Regions from separate parts of the Macaca mulatta genome. Here region 1 is linked to region 2. A link is a contact called in public Hi-C data. All regions are on one chromosome and are shown on one strand. Each heading gives the region's core, a stretch centred on a gene start, on an enhancer-like site or on the middle of the called end of the contact. The rest is flanking DNA. Distances are from core to core; before and after follow the strand shown. Region 1 holds the start of CFLAR (CASP8 and FADD like apoptosis regulator). Region 2 holds the start of NDUFB3 (NADH:ubiquinone oxidoreductase subunit B3).

Region 1 (3,741 bases), core at 609-3,108, 43 kb after region 2:
GACCTCGTGATCCGCCCGTCTTGGCCTCCCAAAGTGCTGGGATTACAGGCTTGAGCCACCGTGCCCGGCCTCAAAATTTTTTAAAAATTAGTTGGGCATGGTGGCACCTGTAGTGGCACACCTAGCATGGTGGCATGCTAGGACCTCTAGTCCTAGCTACTCAGGAGGCTGAGGCAGAAGGATCCCTTGAACTCAGGAGGCAGGAGGTTAAGGCTGCAGTGAGCTGTGAGCGGGTCACTGCACTCCAGCCTGGAGTGAGACCCTTTCTCAAAAACAAACAAAAAACCAAACTTGGATAACTGACAAACAGTTTAGTATTTAATTACATGGAAAAACCAACAAAACAAGACAATTATTAACTCCAGAAAAAACTAAAAGTTGTGTGGGAAAGGAAAAGTAATCATAGTTTGGTACATTAACTTGGCTGTGACTACCGTTTACATGATTGTAATAGCATATGTACTGAAGATTAATCAGAATCAGAATGTAACTATCTTGGGAAGATGGAGAGATTAAAAAAAAAAAGGTTGGGGGTGAATATGGGGTGAAAGTAATGGAGAAAAAGAGCTAAAGTCTCCTCTTGTGTCTCAGCACTCCACCCAAGGTAGAGCCTCTGAATGGAAGAAGGACTTTGCCACCTCTCCACCACACTTCCCCAGGATTTAGCTTCAGCATCAGGTAGCTAGGGGCAAGATGAGAAATGCTGACATGCTGGTCTCTGACTGGGAGCTGTGGGAAGACAGAGGTTCTTAGTTGCAGCCGTCTGGAGTGGAGTCTGTCTTGCTGCACAAAGGCAGAGGTTTGCTTTAAATACCACAAACTCTCACATTCTGATGCAAGAATTTTTATAGATTTTTTGGAATACATGTTTCTTCATTTGCTGTTTGCCCTTAGGACCATTTCAGACGCTTAAAATAGTTAATGGTTGTTTGTTGTTTTAAATAATTTTCAGTTTCACTAGGGGTGAATCCTGAGCTCTTCATGCCGTCCTGCAGTTAGTCTCTCTTGGTATTATTCTTCACCTTTCCTGTGAGTTTAAAATTATTTCAAGAAAAGTTAAAGCTTTTTAAGAATCACAATAAAGTAGATAGATAATAGGAATAAATAAAAACTTAGCGGGGCGCGGTGACTGACGCCTGTAATCCCAGCACTTTGGGAGGCCGAGGCGGGCGAGGATCACTTGAGGCCAGGAGTTGGAGACCAGCCTAGCCAACATGGTGAAACCCTAAAATTAGTCGGGCATGATGGCCTGTGCCTGTGGTCCCAGCTACTCGGGTGGCTGAGGGGGTTGGATGGCTTGGGCGCAGGAAGTCCAGGCTGCAGTGAGCCGTGATGGCGCCACTGCCTTCTAGCCTCGGCGACAGCGCGAGACCCTGTCTCAAGAAGGAAAACAAAAAACAACATACACACAAAAAAACCACAAAGTGCGTTCACGTTTGCTATGACTCCCAGACATCAAATCATAAACACTCGCGCCTGGCTGGGTGGCTCACGCCTGTAATCCCAGCAGTTTGGGAGGCCGAGGCGAGCGGATCACAAGGTCAGGAGTTCGAGACCATCCTGGCCAACAGTGAAACCCCGTCTCTAATAAACACAAAAATTAGCCGGGAGTGGTGGTGCGCGCCTGTAGTTCCAGCTACTCGGGGGGCTGAGGCAAGAGAATAGCTTGAACTAGGGAGGCGGATGTTGCAGTGAGCTGAAATTGCGCCACTGCACTCCAGCCTGGGCCGCACAGTGAGACTCCGTCTCAAAAAAGAAGAAAGCAAGCAAGCAAAAAAAAAAAAAAAACCCCAAAAAACCTCGCAGTGTTTACTCCTAACGCGTGGAACTTATGTCGACATCCACCCTCGGTTACTGCATACTCAGTCACACAAGCCAAAGCAGGAAACAGCGAGTTGGCAGCCTCACCGACGAGTCTCAACTAAAAAGGACTCCCGGAGCTAGGGATGGGGACTCGGCCTAACACAGTGAGTGCCGGCTATTGGACTTTTGTCCAGTGACAGCTGAGGCAAAGCCCAGGGCTATCCAAAGACCACGGGAGGGGGTGTGGGAGAGAAGCGCTGCGAACAGCCATCGCCCAGCACCGAGTCCGCTTCCGAGTCCGCTTCCAGGCTTTCGGTTTCTTTGCCTCCATCTTGCGTGCGCCTTTCGGGCGTCTAGGGGAGCTAAGGCTGAGGTGTCAGCGGCAGGAGAGTCCGGCCGCGACAGGACGGTACGTGCCCCACGCTCTACCCCCCGCCGGCGGCGCCGGAGCTGTCCCAGACCCCAAGCCCCGACGCCCGGCCCTGAGTCAGCGTTGCAGCAGGCCCTGAGCCGCCGCGCGCCCACGCGCCCACGTCCCACTCCTGCCGCTCCTCACAGCCCTGCGCTCCGGGAAACTGCAGGTGGCCGGCAGTGGCCAGGGGATGGCGGGGGCGCTTCTGGAACCTGACTCAGTTTTGTAGATTTCTTATCTCGGTTGTTTACCGCGGGCTGAGCGGAATGCCCCCGCTTCCGCTTCCGCCCCGCTCCGAAACCCCGAACCCTTTCTGCTGGCAACTCCGCCCCGGATTCCCAAAAAGGGGCGACCTGGGCCACTGCGGTCCGAGCTTCACCCCAATGGACCTGAGAGACCGGAAGTAAACCTTGGCTAACTCTAGCCGCCCCCTGCAGCCGCAACCGCAGAGGCCCACCCGCGAGCTTCAGTGGCGGGTCCTCAGCGTTGTGTAAACTTTGCTTAAAATGATCTTGAGAGTTCAATTCTTGGAGTGAACTGTTGAGAAGATCTGGCACTTTTCCTTTCGAAAGTTGTTGGGAACGTGGACTTTCCCAACAGTTGTGTGTGCGTTCGACCTCACTCAGTGGGAGCCGCCGCCCTGTAGGGAATTTAACAATAGCCTAGTCAGGGCTGTTATTTTCCAGAGCAGTTTAATATCTATTTTGCCCAAGTGCAAGGAAAGCTTGCCTTGGAAAAGCTGGGAATGCCTGACTGAAGAAACGTTTTTAGAGCCTTTTAAAATGAACCTGTTTCTGCCATTTTTCCACCGCTTCAAAAGGACTGGGAAATGTAAAATGACTTCAAGATGTTCTTACTTGAGAGTGTCCGGATTTGGACAGAAGGCCATGTTCTTTTAATATTAACAGTGGCACGCAGTAGAACAAAGGCCACTGAAATTCAGAATTAGTTTTTGGCTCCACGGAGTAGGAAGTAAATTCAAGGACGCCAGAGGTCTTACGAATGTTTTAATTGGTTGACATTTGAAATTTGTTCTTAAGCAATGAGGGGTGAAACCAGTAGGGGGTTAGCATATAGCATAAGTAAAGCGTTTTGAATATCAACAAACTGCAATAATCTAGAACTGAGAGCGGGCTCTGGAAGGTTTGACCTGCTTTAGAGAGAGATTTCAGATAAGAAGAACGGAGTTTTTGGCCCTTTTCGGGTTGGTGATTCCCCTAAATAACCTTACAAAAGTTTTGTTTAACAAAAAACCTGGCTCGAGCTCCAAGATCTTTTTTTTTTTTTTTTTTTTTTTTTTTGAGACAGAGTTTCACTGTTGTTGCCCATGCTGGATTGCAATGGCACAGATCTCTGCTCACCGCAACCTCCGCCTCTCGGGTTCAAGCAATTCTCCTGCCTCAGCCTCTCAAGTTGCTGAGATTACAGGGATGCACCACCATGCCCTTAATTTTGTATTTTTAGTAGAGACGGGGTTTCTCCATATTGATCAGGCTGGTCTCGAACTCCCGACCTCAGGTGATCCG
Region 2 (3,545 bases), core at 99-2,598:
TGACTTTTTTGCCCAAATTCAGACCACCACCTTATTTGCACAGTTGCTAACTTCCACAATATCCTGGGGGGAGGAAGAGATCTGCCAACTAATTTTCTACTCATTTTCCAACTTACACTTAGCTCCCACTGTAAATTTTTTAAGGATCCCCACTTTCCTGAAGATTTTTTTTAAATGTTGTCAGCCTTGACCCTCAAATAAATTCACAAACTACAAAACATGAACCTGCAAACTACAAAACATGAACCACATTCATCGCAACCTAGTATCTGTCAAGTCAAGTCCATATTTGGGATAAGCTCTTCGTGACTACTCTATCCTCCATGCTACCACCCTTCGCCTACAGAACCTGCCAAGGTAAAAGACACTCAAGCCAAAGAAAAAAGTGTTCTAATACATTAATAGGTTGAAAGACCTTCTCTCCCAGGAGGGGCAACCTAGTTGTTTGGGTAAATAACCGCCAAAGATTACATAATGTACAGCAATAATGAGTTTTCAGGATCTGACCGCCCGTAAATATTTTTCTTCTCCGCTCCCCTTCACCACCCCCAGGAAATAGCCCTAAGAAGCAATCACTGGGATTTCTTAGCTGTCTTCAATGCCGTGTCCTTTTCTCGCCTAGGGCTTTGTGCAAGGAATCCCTTCAGCCCTCACTACACCGCCTTGCTCCCGCCTCTCTCCTCCCTCTCTGCTGGCGCCAGCGCAGCCCCCACGCCCTAGGTGGGCCCCCACGTCGCCCCACAGGGCTCGGCTTCCACCCGCCTCGGCTGCAGCCTTCTCCTCCTCAGGACCCTCCCAAGATGTTACCTGGTTTACGAGAGGTTCTGGGACCACCAACACACCAACTACCGCCTTTCCAGACCACCCACGCCAGCTACCCTCTGTAGTTTCCGCGGCCGAAGGAGAAGAAAAACCCTCTTCACCTAGCACTTTGCGTCCCCCAAAGACAGTACCACCGCCTACCTGTCACCCTGCTGTCTCCGGCTTCCTACTGCCACCGCCTCCCGCAGCAGCCTGCCAACTGCAGCGCAACAACCAACCCTTTCATTGGGTGAGAGCACGCGCTCAACAACAGCCTCCCTGATTGGCTTCAGTATGTCCGCGGCCCTGCCCCCTGTGCGGTGTCTAAGGGTTCCGTCCCCAAGGAAGAAGAACATGTTCTCTTCCCCGCCTTTTTCTCTTCTACAGTATCTGTTACCTCAGTCAGATTGAAGATGCACATATGTGGGGAAGATAATCGACTTCCAGCCTCCTTCATGTAATCTCTTCCTGATTTAGGAATCTCTAACCCAGTACCGGAACGTTAAGCGGCTTCTCCGCTTTCCTGCCGTGAGAAACTCGAGGTGACAACCTCCGCTTCCGGTTGGTTCCGGTTGCAGAGTTGAGTGTCCTGAGAGGTCAGATTGAATTCAGGTAAATTAGGGAGTTGGTGGGAGACCGGTTGATTAGGATTAAGAGCTAGATTCTATTCTGGGGAGTGTAGAAAAGGAGAGACTAAATAAATGGAGAAGGATGGGAGGCTGGAAGGGAGATCAAAGAACTAGCAGGCGAGAACTAATGAAGTCTAAGTTTAAGTTGGGGTAGGGAGGGGTGATTGGAGGATTCAGTGAGCATTACTGTAGTTGTTACATAAAAGTGCTTTTTCCCGCCTTTGCCACACGCAAAATTGTCTTTGTTTGGCTTTGAATAGAACAAAGGCAGAAGAACAGCATCACTAAAAGTAAAACAGTTCATTTGTTATTTCCTAATATTCATATAATCACAGTTTTTTAAATACGAGGAAGTTAAGATATATACTTGGTAGTCTTCGGTAAACTAAAATTGCACGTAGTGGAAGTGGCATTATCTTCTTATTTCTTTCTTAGGGAAAGGATACCAGCACACATCTTCTTAGAGCCAGCTTCCTTTAGTGGAAGTTGATCCTCATCAGACTTTTAGATTCACTTCAGACACAGATAGATAGCTTTTTAAATTTTTGGTTGCATGTTTTTTTCTTTATTTAATTAATTTCCTTACTGTTATTTGAGCTGCTCTGAAACGGAAATAACCAGCATTTTTCAGTCCTCAGCACAATTTAAGTCAATTTTTCTAATTTTATTTTTTATTGTCAAGTATACATACAGAAGGGTGTATAAAACATACATTTTTTAAAATTATAACTAACAGAAGCAGACACTCCCGTAACCACCTCTTAAATTAGAAAATAAAGCATTGCCGGCCGGGCGCGGTGGCTCAAGCCTGTAATCCCAGCACTTTGGGAGGCCGAGACGGGCGGATCACGAGGTCAGGAGATCGAGACCATCCTGGCTAACACGGTGAAACCCCGTCTCTACTAAAAAATACAAAAAACTAGCCGGGCGAGGTGGCGGGCGCCTGTAGTCCCAGCTACTCGGGAGGCTGAGGCAGGAGAATGGTCTAAACCCGGGAGGCGGAGCTTGCAGTGAGCTGAGATCCGGCCACTGCACCCCAGCCTGGGCGACAGAGCAAGACTCTGTCTCAAAAAAAAAAAAAAAAGAAAAGAAAGCATTGCCAATACCTTAGAACATGCATTCTTAACAGGGGTGATTTTGCATTTCAGGGGGGTGAAAATTGGTGGGGCTGGGGTAGTAGGTCTTAGTTACTACAATGAGTTGTGTCCCTCCAAAGGGCCACAGTATATAAACATATATAGTGTGTATGTAGTGTTAAATTTTCATGGTGGGAGGGTCGTGATTAGGAATAAAATGTCTAGAAAGGTTCCTTACAGGGACAATAATTAAAAATTGGTTGAAAAACACTGCCTTAGCTGCCTGTATGTTTCTGTGATTCCATCTCCTCCACCAAGAGGTAACCATTATCCTGACTTGTGCTAAGCACTCACTTGTTTTACTTTAATTTTTCCATCTATGATGAATTCCTAAAAAAATGAATTGTTAGGCGTTTCAATTTATATAAATAGGATCCGAGTGCATGTGTATTTTTTTTCTGACTCACCCCTTGCTCATTATTATATTTGTGAAGATTCAATCATACTTTTGCATGTAGTTTTTGGTTGTATAATATATAGTGTGACTATACCATAATCGCTTCTGTTGTAATTGGACATTTGGGTTGTTTACAGTTGGGAGATAGAATAAACAATGTGGCTATAAAGATTCTTTTAAAAACATTTTTCTTAGGCTGGGCATGGTGGCTTACGTCTGTAATCCAACACTTTGGGTGGATAATTAGGTCTGGAGATCGAGACCATCCTGACCAACATGGTGAAACCCTGTCTCTACTAAAAGTACAAAAAATTAGCCGGTTGTGGTAGCGCATGCCTGTAATCCCAGCTACTCGGGAGGCTGAGGCAGGAGAATCACTAGAACCCAGGAGGCGGAGGTTGCAGTGAGCCGAGATCACACCACCCATTGCACTCCAGCCTGGGCAACAGAGTGAGGCTATCTCAAAAAAAAAATTTTCTTTTTTTTTTTTTTTTTTTTTTTTTTTGAGACGGAGTCTCGCTCTGCCGCCCAGGCTGGAGTGCAGTGGCCGGATCTCAGCTCACTGCAAGCTCCGCCTCCCGG

The links. A called contact is a pair of places that touch in the nucleus more often than the background predicts.
Region 1: a Hi-C map of fetal cortex germinal zone shows a contact between it and region 2, with 1.5 times the contacts expected there. The contact joins the promoter of CFLAR here to the promoter of NDUFB3 in region 2. A contact is called at or near these places in 2 of 14 Hi-C or Micro-C datasets (cortical neurons and fetal cortex germinal zone).

Annotation. Positions count from the first base shown.
Region 1 is chr12:106,216,284-106,220,024 of T2T-MMU8v2.0, forward strand. CFLAR (CASP8 and FADD like apoptosis regulator) reads left to right here and starts at 1,859. Exons shown (of 10, transcript XM_015110713.3): 1 at 1,859-1,967.
Region 2 is chr12:106,173,952-106,177,496 of T2T-MMU8v2.0, forward strand. NDUFB3 (NADH:ubiquinone oxidoreductase subunit B3) reads left to right here and starts at 1,349. Exons shown (of 4, transcript XM_077957356.1): 1 at 1,349-1,413; 2 at 2,747-2,826. HYCC2 (hyccin PI4KA lipid kinase complex subunit 2) reads right to left here and starts at 1,023. Exons shown (of 12, transcript NM_001194005.2): 1 at 964-1,023.